Linked DNA regions of Mus musculus: region 1 is linked to region 2. A link is a contact called in public HiChIP or PLAC-seq data. All regions are on one chromosome and are shown on one strand. Each heading gives the region's core, a stretch centred on a gene start, on an enhancer-like site or on the middle of the called end of the contact. The rest is flanking DNA. Distances are from core to core; before and after follow the strand shown.

Region 1 (2,700 bases), core at 45-2,544, 150 kb after region 2:
CCATAATGACTGCTTTTCAAGCCGTCCACTGTGAAGGAAGGTAGGCCTACACACACATGCACACACACATTTCCTTGGGGTCTTTTATTGTATATATCTCTGTTTGAACATAAAAAAAAATCACTCTCTCCAAACTCTTCTGTTAAAATGTATACCCCAGGAAGCTGTAATTCACTTAAACACAGGATTGTTACACCTTCCCCCAGATCCCTGTTGTCCCAGGAAGACCAGCATCACTCCATCTGGTGCTCTTTGACCCCGGCTCTGGGGATTTTTACCTTTACAGAGATTCATCCACCCACACTCAGAGCCACACCTGGGTTATATCTTGGAAAGCTTCATTCCACCCATGATGTCTCAAATAACAAGGTCCCATTCCCTGACCCTTGGTCCTATCTTTCAAAGCTCACTGGATTGGCTCTTTGACCATCTCCTGCTTTCCAGGCTCCTGCATCCATCTTCCTTTCCCTCTTAGACTTTAAGATCTCCTAGGCTTCTTAATCTTGGAGATCACCGAAGCTTCCCCCCACAGCAGTGAAAGGTGAACGTACAGCATGAGCAAGCAAGGAGCTGTATGTAAATGAGCCATTTCTGTTCATTTGTCTTTGCATCATGACCTTTCTCTTCCTGACCTAGGCACCTACCTTCCAGGGACACACAAACATGAATGAGTCTGTGTAAATATGGTTGGCCGGGTACCTGGACCAGAGTAATTGCTACTGAAACACAAGTTCTTACTCTCATCGTGAAATGATCGTAGGGGCCACACATGTTACCTTGTAATGTGTCTGAATACTTCTCTGGTGAATCGAGATTCCAAATGCTGTCTTCACCCCATCTCAGTTTCCCCAAAATTTTTTTGTCTAAATTTATCTGCAGTTTTCCTGTCTGATTAATTTTTCTTCTGGATTCAGAACCAGTTGGGTTCTGTCTCTTGACCTCAGGAATTAGAGTGCAGAAGTTGGACCAGCAAAGATTAAACATTCACTCACTTATCCACTCACTCATGCATGCCTCCCTTCTAAATAGGAAGGGATCTAAAGAACAGTGAGTTGAAGATTGAGACCGGAAGAGTCAACTAGGTCAGACCTAGTTTTCTTTTCCAAATGAATGCACCTCATCTCTTGCTATTGCTCACCTATCTAAGTATATCCAGCAACAAAGATGTGAAAGTAGGAAGGCTGGGCTGCTGCTGCTGAATCAGGCCATTTTGTCACCATCCTTGGTTATAGGGAGGAGAGTACCAGAGATGAGTCACTGGTGGCTGTCTTCTGAGGAGATAATGAAGCAAAGCCAGAGTGACTTATATTGCAGCCACAGACAGACAGACCGATAATGGCATTTCTTTCCTCCAGACAGTCTCCTCAGCGGCTGCTGATGACTAAACCTCCCCACCCACCTCATGGGTGTGGCTTGTAGGTAGCTTAGCACCCAGGGTTGATGTACGTGACATTAGGGGAAAAGTCACAGGTACTTGCAGATATGAGTCTCAGGGAATTTTCCCCTGAACCCTTTACCTGTCAGTCAGGTACATATGTCTTTTACAGGCTCAATAGCCACCCATTCCATTTTTGAGAAATTGACTTGGAGACAAAACAGGCTCCTGTTGACAGGGCTGTGAAGAGAAAAAACAGATGGACCATTCTAGGATAGTCCAGTAATCCCAGCTGATGATCTGAGGAACTTTGTGGCCCATGTCAAAGTGGCTTGCCTATTAAGTACTGTAGGTGTAGGTACAATACCCACTTGCAACCAAAGAGAGAAATCGGGTTTGCATAGAGTACTGAGATATTTGCCTTTTCACTAATATAGTTGTAAGATATAAATTTATATATTTGCCTTCCTAAGGAAAAGGAGTCTACAAAAACAAAAGTGTTGAAGGCTGTGAAACCAGAACACAGCTCTGCCTGGTCATCTCCTGGGTCTGGTCTCCCTTCTATTGAACTTAGCTCCTGACAGCTTCGACACCATTTCATCCCCAGGTCCTTGGGAATTCTTCTGGAACCATCCTTTACTTACACAGCAAGCTGCCTGCCTGTGCAGTGTAGAGCACACAGAATTCCCAGGGCTACATTCAGCATCCTAACCTTCTACCGGTTTCCACTTTGAGCTGTTCTCCGCCCCATCACGACCAGCTCTCTCTGGTCAGAAACAATGCAGCCCACATGCATTGTTCCTGGGACAGGCTGAGTGAATCTTGTGTGCCGGTGGGTCTTTGTACACCCAGGGTCACTTTGCTTCAAAGGTACCATTCCCCTTCCTGCCCACAGGCCCTCATTTACAGTGTGGCTACTTAATTGGATAGATCCCTGTACAAACTAACACTCTGAGGTCCTTGTTCAAATATCATCAGGATGGCTGAGCAGAGCATCCTACCATGTGTGTAGCTTTCTGCGCTCAGAGCCCTCTGTATGACTGCGCACATCATGAGCCTCTCAGGCTAGAAGCCAGGGTCTGGACCCACCATTCCTTTTCCCACCTCACCTCAAATATCATCTGCCTTTCTCTCCCAAACAAATGGTGGCAAGGCATGACGTGTGGTGCATCTCAGAGCCAACTCATGCTGCCATTGGTATATCTTTATTTTGCAGATGGGCAAGTTGATGCAAGCTGTCATTTGAACTGAGTTTCCGAATACATGGCTTGAATTCCCACTGCCTGGGCTCTGAGCCAATCTGAACTGGTTCTTTTCTTTCATCT
Region 2 (2,700 bases), core at 53-2,552:
CTGAGCTGTTGGAATCTTACAGTATGGCAGCTTGAATATGTAATGTCTTCTACAGTTTCCTTGTCAACTAGTAGTCGTAGGACCTTTGGGGCCGGAGGCCTATGTGCAGAGGTAGACCCATGGGCATCCTATTTTCCTTTCTGTTGCTGTGATAAAACACTCAGATAAACACTGCATGGAAGAAAGGTTTACTTGGCTTACCCATCATTGAGTGGGGTAGGGTTAAGGCAGAAACTCAAACAGCCAGTAACGTCACACCCACAGTCAAGACCAGAGACAAACCAACACTTCTATGCTTGCTTTCTGTCACACACCTTTCCTCTGACTTCTCTACCTTGAGTGAAACTCAGTGCATAGGAAAATGGTAAGAAGACCCACAATGGGGTGAGTCTCCCTATACCAAGTTAACAGTCAAGAGAATCCCCTCCCCCCATAGAAATGCCCACAGGCCAACCTGATCTAGATAATCCCCCCACGATTCTAGGTTGTGGCAAGTGGACATGTTAAAAATATTACACTGTGGCTTTAGAGGCTGGGTTCTGTGTTTCTTGATCGGCTAAGATGTTAATGTTGCAGCTATGATGAGAAGAGCTGATCCGGGTGCCATAATGGACCATGAACCAAAAAGAACATCTCTCTTAAATTATCGCTATCAGGTATCTGTCACATCAACAAGAAAAATGTGACCACATCATCCACAGAGGTAGTGTGATGATGATACCAAGAGCTTGATCTTCAAGTAAAATCTTGTTCCTGTTCCTCAGAGTCCCAGGACTTTTAAATAATCACACTGCCTCAGTTCCTTCATCTGGGATGAAATCTATAAGGCTTATGTGAAGAAATGCAAACATAGCTCTGTCACAAGAGCTACAGAAGAAACAGTGGTCTCTCAGAGCCAGGGATTCATGCTTGTACATTAATATAAAGTAGTGAGGCCTTCAGGAAGAGACTGTTCTTTGTTAACTGCCATATAACTCCTGAGGTGGTTGAAGACTAGAGGGCTTGGGCACTAAATTTGGTCATAGAGTATTATGCTGAACTCTTGGAATTCCTGCGCTGTATATGGAGACTTCCCCTGAGAGAACTCTTAAGTCCCAACTCTATGGGTCTCCTCTCTACTTCTAACACTTATCCTTGAAGAGGACAGGCCCACACCTTGACATCACTGACTAATTCTTTCAGGTGTCAGCTGAAAGGTCACTTCCTAGGGAAGCCTTTTGTAGTGACTAAGCTGAGTAAATCCCCTCATTGCCCTGCCCCCCACATCTCTGGTAGTGCTTTTACTACATCTGTGGTACACCACCGCTTGCTCTGACCCTGCAGTCCTTTACAAAGAGCAAAGCTCCATTGGGCCAGTGAGTCACATCTGTTTAATAGGTCTTTTTCCTTATTTGACAAACTCAACTTCAACTATTTGGTCTGAAAATAGTTGAGGTTTGACTGACAGGCACTGTGAATCATATTTACTTTAGTCCCTGATGTTGCCACTCACCAAAACACCATCTTACCATTTTAATGGCCAACTTTTATTCATTCCTTTAAGATGCAAGTCCAAGTACCTTCTACAGACAGGGAGAAGTTAATGAACTCTACTACACAGGTATTTGTTCTCAGTCCCCACTGTATTCACTGCTATGATAGCAGCCAACATGCTGAATGATGTTAGTCTCTCTCTTTCTCTCTCTCTCTCTCTCTCTCTCTCTTTTTACTTGCTCTCTCTCTTCCAGGATTATTTACCTCTTTCTTGTTTACTTCAATAAATGTGGGATGAAGGAGTAGAATGAACACCATCTTTTGTAAGCATGGTGGGAAATCAATCCCATATTAATGTCTACTTTTCTTCTCCCATGGGTGTGGCCAAATACTTGACACAAAGGACATAAAGGGATAATAGTTTATTTTGGTTTATAGTCTCAGGGAATATAGCATATCATGGGGGAAAGTAGGCATGATGGCAGTAGCATGAGTTGATTGGTCACATTGTGTCCATAGTTGGGCAACAACAGTTTGTTGTCATGTGGCTTCATCCTTTTTCCTAATCATATTAACACTTCAACCCATGAGATGATGCTGTTAACATTCAGAGTAGATCTTTCCTCTCCCTCCCAGAAACCTCTTTGGAATCTCCTTCAAAAGACATACCCAGAGGTGTGTCTTCTAGGTGTTTTCAAATGTAGTTAAGTTGACAGTGAAGATTAGCTATCACAGTAGTCTAACATGGAAAGGTTGTAAGGCCATTTGTGACACAAATTACTCACCCTACCCTATTTTAGCCCAGACTTGTCTCAGTACACACAATAGAGATCAGTCTGGTGTAGAGTTTTCACAGTTGTAACACTGGGACCTTCCGCTCACGTATGCTTAAAGCCAATTTTTATTACTAGGGGTTTTCAGGTCCTTCTCGCATATCTCAGATCCTGGGTGTTATGATATTTGATTCATTTCAAGAAGGGGGAAATTTTGGTCATGGGGTATTAGGCTGAACTTTGTGAATCTCTGCCCTGTGTATGGAGCCTTTCCCTGAGGGAGGTCTTAAGTCTTAACTGTATGGATTTCCTTGCTACTTCAAACATTCACCTTTAGTGTCTCCTCATGATTCAGTCATGATAACAGTTTGTTTCATCCTCTTTTCTGCTTTTACTGTTTGTTATGTTCAACAGTCACCAAAGAGATAGGCTTAAGCATTACGTGTTTTCTGTT

Evidence for each region. HiChIP or PLAC-seq counts read pairs in DNA pulled down with a chosen protein or histone mark.
Region 1: a BATF HiChIP or PLAC-seq map of CD8 T cells shows a contact between it and region 2, with 5 read pairs. The contact joins two enhancer-like sites. A contact is called at or near these places in 1 of 39 promoter capture datasets (neutrophils) and 4 of 115 datasets of contacts at active chromatin or transcription factors (CD8 T cells, bone marrow-derived macrophages, embryonic forebrain and 1 more).

Annotation. Positions count from the first base shown.
Region 1 is chr4:95,186,982-95,189,681 of GRCm38.p6, forward strand. No RefSeq gene overlaps it. Among named protein-coding and RNA genes, the nearest start is that of Gm12708, 5.0 kb to the right of the region's middle. Within about 2 kb of position 1,295, at least 31 of the 459 cell types and tissues checked have an H3K27ac peak or open chromatin away from gene starts, as enhancers often do. A contact at or near this core is called in CD8 T cells, where this site is marked.
Region 2 is chr4:95,034,334-95,037,033 of GRCm38.p6, forward strand. No RefSeq gene overlaps it. Among named protein-coding and RNA genes, the nearest start is that of Jun, 17 kb to the right of the region's middle. Within about 2 kb of position 1,303, at least 12 of the 459 cell types and tissues checked have an H3K27ac peak or open chromatin away from gene starts, as enhancers often do. A contact at or near this core is called in CD8 T cells, where this site is marked.